Linked DNA regions of Triticum aestivum: region 2 is linked to region 1. A link is a contact called in public Hi-C data. All regions are on one chromosome and are shown on one strand. The core of a region is the stretch at or near the end of the contact, and the rest is flanking DNA. Distances in the headings are between cores, read along the strand shown.

Region 1 (4,660 bases), core at 923-3,422:
CGACAAGGATTATGAGATAATCCGGATTGTGGTCGGCATCACTGGAACGAGAAAAAGATCGGGCTAGCACAAGGATGATAGTCTCGCCCTGAGCCCGACAACATATATCGTGCGGCAAAGGGAACAGAAGTGTGACACGTTGTACAGGTTCGCCTAACCAGTTTCATAGTCTGCTTGGTGGTCGGCACGCCTTGCTAGAGGCCGCTACCAACCGTACAGGTCGGAGGTTATCCGAACTGTGACCAAGCCGACTTGAACCTAAGGGGTCGCGCGCTTAAGGGAAGGAACCTACGAGGTCGGTTCGTAGGACACTGGTTGAATGTGATCCGAACTGGACTAGGAACGTGACCGAGTAGACTTTGGGCCTTAGGGTCCGCGCGAGGCCCAAGTGTTGAGCCTGCGACGGACGCCTATATAAAGTGGAGGTGCGACACACTCATGAAGTCGATCGCTTCGGCTATGCGACTAGGGTTTGCATGTGTTGCGAATAGCCACCTCCACTCGCCGCCGACTGTGTGATCGGACCTAGCAGTCCGCCACACGGTGTTCCTCCTGCACGCGCGGATATTGTTAGAGGCGGTGCACTTGCGCCGCTCCGGGGAACTTGTACGTGGAATCGGACGACCGGCTGTTCGAGGGAGATCGGACGAGGAGGAGACGATCCACGCGGACGCGTTGCCTCAACTCTACTTCCGTTGCACGGCACTGCGCGTCTAGTGGTAACGATTTGTGATCCATCTCCCGTAGCATGTTCTTGGTTGTTCTGCGTGTAGGAAATTTTAATTTGCAGCCGACGCACCCTACCGTAGAGCCCAACACCTATCACATGTGGATCTGTGACATGCATGTCAACAATATTTTTTAATCAACCATGCATGAATCCTCATGAATAGACATGCATGTCAACTGCATTTTTTAATCAACCATGCATGGATTCTCATGAATAGTGTCTGGAAATCAATGGTGTCGAGCATAGGTTCGGCTGAAGGTGAACCTATGGTTCCGTATAACATTTTCGTTAAAATTAAAAGGTGAACCGAAGGCATGGGAGAAGGGGTGGATGGCGTATACAACTCTGGCAAAAGCTGCAAAGAGTATGCATGAATAGACCCCGCTGTACAGTATTCAAAGCCTTAGGATTAATCAAGTTTACGAATTTTAAAGCAATCGAACAGCCGGGCACGATTGGGCAGGTACGTGCCCTGCACTTGCATGTCGCTTCGATTTCCGATTGAATAGGGTGCATCCTATGTTTAAAGTTCAACTCCTGGCGGGAGTTTGTGCTTTATTTTGGGCAATATGAAATAGTCACAGTGGTAATGTTTTTGACAGACAAAAGCTATCCATTTTTGCTCGCCATCTACATAGCAACTTACTGAATCCTATCTCTGCCGGGCGAGGGGTTGGGCGTCCACGGTCTGTAGGCGAAACCTATGAGAGATAGTCCCTAGGAATCTGTTCAACAGATTTGAAGGGCGACCTAATAATAGGATATGTGACGCATGAGGCTTCATATTTCTTGTTTATGAGCAGTTGTAATATACCCTGCCTAGTCTTTGCCCTCCTGGCCTTTGGTTTTTCTATTTAGACATTATATATAGTGTAAATTTTGCAATAATTAATTAAGAATCATGTGCATTGATCAATGCAAATGCCTGTGCTTTGAGCCCTATTTCGAAAAGAAGAAAGAAGTCCGCCCTAAAACCAGGCAAAACGCAGCACATATACAAATAGACAGTGCGCCAGTCAATTCAAAGGCAATAACATCAATCAGAATGACAACAACAACTCCCACACATAGCTTATACGCTATACTCATACACGTGCACATACAATACCCACCCCCACTTACACACTAAAACGGCTTTTACAGTACAAAGCTCAGATATGGCACCACATGCAATAATACATAACACACGCAAATTCAGCAACGCAAACATCATCAGTATTTTTTTCCCTTCGAAACCTAACAATCTGTAGACATTTTTGGAACTTAACTAACCATTCCGGCAAAAAAAAACTTAATTAATTAACCATGGGTCTGATCTAGTAACACTGTAGTATGTGCGCGGGAGCTAGCAGGTAGCATGCAGACGCGGCGCTCGTGGTCCGCGCTGGGCTGCTATATAAACTGAGGTAGGCTGCGTGCGACCGCTTCCCTCTCTAGCTACTAATCTTGCCTTGTCGTGCTGTGCTGTGCTGTGCGGAGCTGAAAGGAAGGAAGGAAGTGTGGTAGTATCACCATCAGCTCGCAATAATACCTGCACGCCCATTTTGTTGTGTAGCCCTTGTCAGCGAACCTCACAGCTGAAAACCCCACCCACCCCGGCCCCTTCCCCCTCTCCTCCCCATCCCATTCCCACCTCCATCCATCGATCGATCAGTCTTTCCTGCGTGCGTGCTTCGTCTCTAGCAGCCGCCTTTGCGCGTGTTGATCTGTAGACGTACGGGGGTGAGGGAGGAGGAGATCAATTCATGGCTGGCGCGGGCGGGGGGGCTGCTGCGGCTGCGGCTGCGGCGGTGCAGCCAGCCGCCGCTGCTGGCGCGGGGAGGAGCAGCTCTTCGTCGGCCGGAGGCGGTGGCACTGGCGGTGCCGTGGCGGACCCGCGGGCGGAGGCGCTGCGTTGCCCACGCTGCGACTCGGCCAACACCAAGTTCTGCTACTACAACAACTACTCGCTGTCGCAGCCGCGCCACTTCTGCAAGGCCTGCAAGCGCTACTGGACGCGCGGGGGCACGCTCCGCAACGTCCCCGTCGGCGGAGGCTGCCGCAAGAACAAGCGCTCCAGGAGCAGCAACGGATCAGGGGGCCGGCCGGGCTCCTGCGCCGTCGTCGCCTCCACCAACGCCGCTGCCGGCGGCATCACGTCGTCTACCTCCATGTCGCTCCCGCCGCCGGGCTCCCTCTCCTCGGCGCTGGGCCTCCACGGCCACGGGAGCAGCTCCCTGGCCTCGCTCCTGCTCGGGAGCGGCGCCTCAGGCGGCGACCACCTCGGCCTCTTCCACGCCATGCAGTCGGTCGTCTCGGACGCCACCGCCTACGAGATGCACCAGCAGCACCAGACCCAGGTGGATCAGCTGCTGGGGCTCGGCTACGGCGCCGGCGACGCCAACGGCTCGCAGATCCACATAAAGCCCTGGCAGCAGCACCTTCAAGACGGAGCTGGCGGTCTCTTTGACGGCTTCTACGCGCCGCTGCTGTCCGGCTCCATCGTCCCGGGACTGGAGGAGCTGCATGTGAAAGCCGAGGCCACCGCCGGCGAGCACCACCACCACCACCACCAGAAGAAGGCGACCGATGGGGATCAGCAGAGCTGGGATCAACATCCGACGTCGTCGTCTAACGTCGAGGCTAACATCATGGCCTCGGACGCGCTCATGGCCGCCGCCGCCGCGGCGTCCATGAACCCGGCGGTCAGCAACGCTGCCACGGCGCCGACGTCCTCCCCTCTCATGTACTGGGGCAACGGGAACATCGGCGGCTCGCCTGCAGCGTGGCCAGATATGGCCAACTGCGGATCCTCCATTGCAACCTTCTTCTAGCCGACCGTCCAGCGAGTCTCGAACTCTCGACGTACGGACTCGTTGCCGCTGGTCGTTAACTTGTCGATTTTTCTCCTCCATTTTTCCGGTTAACTCTTTCCTTGACTAAAATAACATGTAATTTGTGGGGGGGAAAGCTAAGATGAGAGAGAATACTCCGGGTAGCTAGAGAGGGAGACGATCTCGGAGTCGGAGGTCAGAAAGCAGTGATCCAAAAAGAATCATAGGGTTTGTTCTCTTTCGCCGATGGAGAGATGGATCCACCAGTCCAGTCCAGTCCATGTTCTTGTGCGGCGTCGCCTTCAATCCATAATCAAGAAGACGAGGGCATGCATGCATAGATCAACGCGGAGAAGAGGGAAGCACGCAAGCAAGTGTAAGTCTAGACACTCCTGGCTATACTGCTTGATTTGCTGCTTCTCCCTCTCCTTGGGTGTTTTGTATATAAGGCATATGGTGTAGGTGTGGGGAGGATATATGAGAGCTAGCTAGCAATAGCATGCAGCAGCAATGGTGGTGCAAGTAATGAGCCTCTCTCTCTCTAGCTTTCTCTCTCATCTTGGCATTTTAATTAGTGTGTTTAATTGGTTACTCCAATTTGCCAACTCTCGTTAGATGTATAAGTTAATACTAGTACTCCTCTCGTGGAAGCTTAATTAGAGAACTGTTTTTGAGTTCTCAAGCATTGGTCACCTTTTTAAAGGGTTTCTTCTTCCTTTCTCTCTTTCTCTCTCTTCTAGAGTGGATTTCTTTCATTTTTCTTGGGGTTATCTTTTGTTCAAACTCTGTTGTACCAGTGATGACATTGTGAGTTATGAGGAATTAAACTGGTACTGTTGTCCTGATGATGGTTCATACAAGTCCCCATATATGTGTGTGTAAGTAAGAATGAATACTATATGCACGCATTCTATCAACTTGCTAGCTATAGTTACTTCACTTTTAGTGCATGGATGGATGTCTCACTTTTGGTCATGTGCAGCAGCTTTAGCTAGCGAGCTTTAATTCGCGCTCCCTCTTGTGGATGCGCGAGCGAGCGCATGATCAGATCTTTGAATTCTGTGCATTTTGGGAGAGGGCTGTCTTATTTGTGAAGGATCGATCCATCGTAGGATTC
Region 2 (4,353 bases), core at 1,824-4,323, 380 kb before region 1:
AAACTCTACATAGTGTTGGCATAATCCATGGTGATTTCAAACCTGACAATATGCTTGTCTGTTATCCAAGGTAACTAACCAACTTACCACATTTGAGGAGTTACTCAACCTTTTTTGCGTGGTCAAACTGTGTACCTTTTCATACTGCTGGTAAAAGTTTCAATCCTTGGGGAAGGACCAAATGCCTCATCTAGAGGGGAGGGGTGAAAGGCAACTAAGAAAATTTATTCCTAATTCAACCTTGTCACATTATTGCTGAAATGTAAAGGTTCTCTAATTGGAATAACCTATATGGTGCGATCAACTTAGCAATTCCACGAACACAGGATGATAAGCTAGGCACAACAAACAAGATGTGAAGGTAAAGTAAATCAACCAAAGGATACCCCCAAGGATTCGTACAATACCCCCAAGGACACGAGGATTTGGTTCCTGGAGTACGAATCCTTGGGGGTATTGTACGTCTTCGTTGGAGAGGCCTGAACACCAAGTCCCTTCAACCACAAAGACCTAACCTTCTTCTCCTTGAGCCTTGGGCAGTGTCTAAGCTCAACCATTAGTGGATGATCTTGAGGCGATCTTCAGCCATCACAAAGTCTTTTTGGCGAATCCACACGTTGGATGTCCCCAGGTGACTGCCGGTGCCTAGGAGTCTGCAAACTCCAAGAGAAATGGGCGTGGTGAATGCTTGGTAGACGATGCTCTAGCTCTGTGTACATGTGAAATTTCAAAAATCTCTCAAATCTACTCTCGTCCTAGGGTACCCTTCAAATTCAAACTGTCTGGTGACATGGCACTCACACAGAATCCTGGCAACAAAACATTCGGAACTGCCTGGCCCAGTAACAATGCACCTCCGGATATTTTCCAGGCCGGTTACACATTCGGGTATATGTGCTCAGTGGCGGAGCCAGTATCCAGACAATGGGTGTACATATTTCCTTAAAAATTACCATTTTACTACAATTTTTAATTCATTTGATCCATATGTGTGTATACATAGGTAGTCAACCTTCTTGCAGAGATGAATGTACATTTGTACACCCAAGTACCTATCTAGCTCCGCCAATGTACGTGCTAATACCCCACATATTCTGAGCCGGCAATTGGGCGACCCTGAAGGGTGCCTGGAAAGTCTTTGGCCTCCTTGCTCACTAGCTACTGCGTCTGGAGATTCCGGCCTCCTGGCCTGGATTATCACCCAAGGATGGTTGTGTGAGGCTTTTGGCCTTTGTAGCGACAGAGGACCTTCTTTTCACTTTGTGGGGCTTCAAGACCTGCTCATGTACTTAGCACACATATTAGCTCCTTAATTACCAAAATCTACTTAGGGCGTGTAGATGTCCCTTCAATTGGATGACTTGCATTTCTTGACGGAGATAGTATATATTTCGGGCAGATCCTGTATTCTTGTTTTTATGGGTGATGGTATCCCAGCCTGTTTGAATGTCACAGTACGAAAGATTGCACCGATCAACCACCTCTAGTGTGCACAAGTGACTACAGACATCTAATAGTCAGGTTTTGCGAGTTTGTACAAATCGTTTTAAAACACCTTGGGTGATGTTGTGACTCTTCTGCAAATGTGTGTTCCGAGCTTACAAATGTCTCCTAACTGATTAGAATTATGCCAGATGTTATTGCAACTAAGGACCACAACTTTCTTTGGAAATATTTGAAATGGTTGGTCATAAGAGCAAGCATGAAGGTAGATAAGAGGTCGATTTGTTGGCCCCAGATGTTGGGTTTGGTGGGTGCAAAGATCTAGGATGATTCCTGACTCTGTTTATTATTATTACTTCAAAGTGTATTTGGAATCTGTATTTTCACGTTCCATGCTTTTGCTGAGATGTTGATGTTCTGATATGTGTTAAAGCTCACCCAGACCATTTCATGCATGCTCTTTGAAGAAAGTAAACATGCATGCCTGTTTCTCAACTTATTTTGCGGAAGTTGCTAGTTCAGTTTGTAGCTCTTGTCAACTCGTTTTTTTAAATTTAACATGAGTTTTCCTCTCACCTGTGGCCCATAAAGCGAAGAGATCACAGACGATACCTTCAGAAGCGAAACGAGAAGCGGGCAGAATCAGGTTAGCATATGAATTCAGAGTATTCTTGATTTAGAGGTATTGGAGGCTTGTAGCCCTTTTGTGTTGCTTATGAAACAACATCCATTCCAGGGGCTGTGTCTTATTGACTGGGGCCGGGGCATTGATGTGAATCTCTTCCCAGCTGGCACGGAGTTCTTTGGGGATTGTGGAACCTCAGGGTTCAGTTGTATCGAAATGCAAGAAGAGAGAAGCTGGACATATCAAGTCTGTACCCTTCAAAGTTACTCACAACCTTACTAGGCATCATCACAGAAAGGAACCGTGTGCAACATCGATTTGGTTTCCTGTCTTGCAGGTTGACACTTTTGGTCTGTGCGTGGTTGCACACATGATGCTGCACGGGGAAGAGATGAGCATCGCTAAGGTGCCCGGAACAGGTGGAAACTACATGTACCAACCGAAATTGTCATTTAAAAGGTTGTGCTGCCGCGAGCTCTTGATTTTGCTTACAAAAGTGATTGCCCAGAGTGAGAAGATAACCCCTCCACCTGTTTGTCCTTTGATGAACAGGTACTGGAACGTTGCGCTGTGGAAGCAGCTCTTCACCACGCTGCTGAACCCGGGCTCCAATGGGAACCACGTAGGCGACCTCCGGAGCCTGCGGAGATCGTTCCAGGATTACATGTGCAGCAACTATCAGCTGGTGGTGAAGCTGAACCAGCTGCTGGCAAAGCAGAAGGCCTCCCTTTGCTCATCCTGAGGTGTGCATTTCGTCGCCAGAATGCCTCTGCGATATTTATCTACTCTACACTGCCTCCCTATGTCTATGTATGTGTCTTTGCCACATCTCGTGGCCTTGTTGTATCATCTGAAAATGAAAATACACGCCCCCGTGTCATGGTCTAACTAGTACTCAAGATGTGTCCCGGTGAGAACCAAATAGTTACCGTCTTAGATATGCGTACAGCGGTACAGGTAGGACAAACGAGATGACACGCAACGGATGAGTGGTTGCTGTCACGAACCAACAGTGCCCAACCAAAGTCAAAGGGTCTCTTTGGCTAGGCTAATGGGGCTAATCAGTCCTGTTAGACATGTCACGTTTTTGCTAGGACCATCAATGTTGGCTCAACGGTATTGTCACTTTCATCTTGTGGCGAGGACATGGGCTGCCCACCCATCTGATCTGAGCGATATATATGAGCCAACGCTTCACTGTGCGTGTCTTGGCGTATGGCCACTGGGGCTGTGTGTCCTCGCGGCGTTCGTGTCGATGTCACCGATCTCTTAGATGGAGACGGAGGGAGATAGAGATGTGCATGTATGTCTTGTTGTTATTGGACGATGGCTCGATCCGTGGTGCGGTTTTGCCCGCTCATAGCATAGCCATAGCATAATGTTTGGGCGCATCGCATGCAGGATCTGACTGAGTGCCCTGGTCCTGGTCCCTGCCTGCGCCTGCTGCTGCCCACGGTGCAGCGTTCTGGGGCGACATAATATCCAGCGTTTGTCAGGTCGAGGCCCTGGATTAGGTGCAGGGATCTGTCTTGGGTCTTGCACTGTCTTGGCCGGTTTCCAACTGCCATGCACCTAGCTTTGGTCCTCGGCGTCAGACTTGTAAGCAGACCTACTTGGACCCGGTTATGGCATGCCTCTACCTGTATATACAAGACAATTGTAAGCAGACCGTTGTGGATGGACCCGGAGTAGTACTAGGTTTTAACTACTTGAGAGTTTACACCAATTTTTCAGTATTTTTGGCAATCAATTGATAAGCGCATTTCAGATTTACATGCAAACGGTTACATTATACTCCCTCCGTCACAAAATTCTTGTCTTAAATTTGTCTAGATACGGATATATCAAAGGAGTAGTATTATGAAGGTCATTTTAACACTAATGTCGTCTTTGGGAACAGGCATACTGATACTTGCTGAGCAACCCAAATTTGATAAACACAAAGGAATCATAGTGCAAATTGTTATCATCTTTTACTTACTTATGTTAGTTTTCCATCGTTACGAGGGGAGGGTTGGGGAGGTCGTTGAAACTTTTTGTAGAAACATAGTACAAACGCATACGCTTATAACACACACCCTTGTAAATAGAACCTTGTATAGCTGGAGGGTGGGGAAGTCACCTTATATAGCAGAATCCTTTTTCTTCAGAAACACAGTGTAAACGGATACACTCAATAACACATACTAGCACTCACCTTACGAACGCACACCCTTTCTCTTTGAGTATATTTGATAGATGGAACCGGTAAATCCTCACACTGTCGAGCGCAATCTTGTTGCTGT

The links. Hi-C and Micro-C count contacts between places; a contact is called where the count stands out from the background.
Region 2: a Hi-C map of leaf shows a contact between it and region 1, with 5 times the contacts expected there. The contact joins the enhancer-like site here to the promoter of LOC123044711 in region 1. A contact is called at or near these places in 2 of 5 Hi-C or Micro-C datasets (both in leaf).

What each region holds. Positions count from the first base shown.
Region 1 is chr2B:270,340,976-270,345,635 of IWGSC CS RefSeq v2.1, reverse strand. It overlaps LOC123044711 (dof zinc finger protein DOF5.8), which reads left to right and starts at 2,172. Exons shown (of 1, transcript XM_044467545.1): 1 at 2,172-4,398. The coding sequence starts at 2,476. The coding sequence ends at 3,543.
Region 2 is chr2B:270,719,136-270,723,488 of IWGSC CS RefSeq v2.1, reverse strand. It overlaps LOC123044713 (mitotic checkpoint serine/threonine-protein kinase BUB1), which reads left to right. Exons shown (of 14, transcript XM_044467546.1): 10 at 1-70; 11 at 2,035-2,089; 12 at 2,180-2,314; 13 at 2,406-2,527; 14 at 2,621-2,956. The coding sequence ends at 2,810. Among protein-coding and RNA genes, the nearest start is that of LOC123044713, 6.7 kb to the left of the region's middle. Within about 2 kb of position 3,073, at least 2 of the 8 cell types and tissues checked have an H3K27ac peak or open chromatin away from gene starts, as enhancers often do. A contact at or near this core is called in leaf, where this site is marked.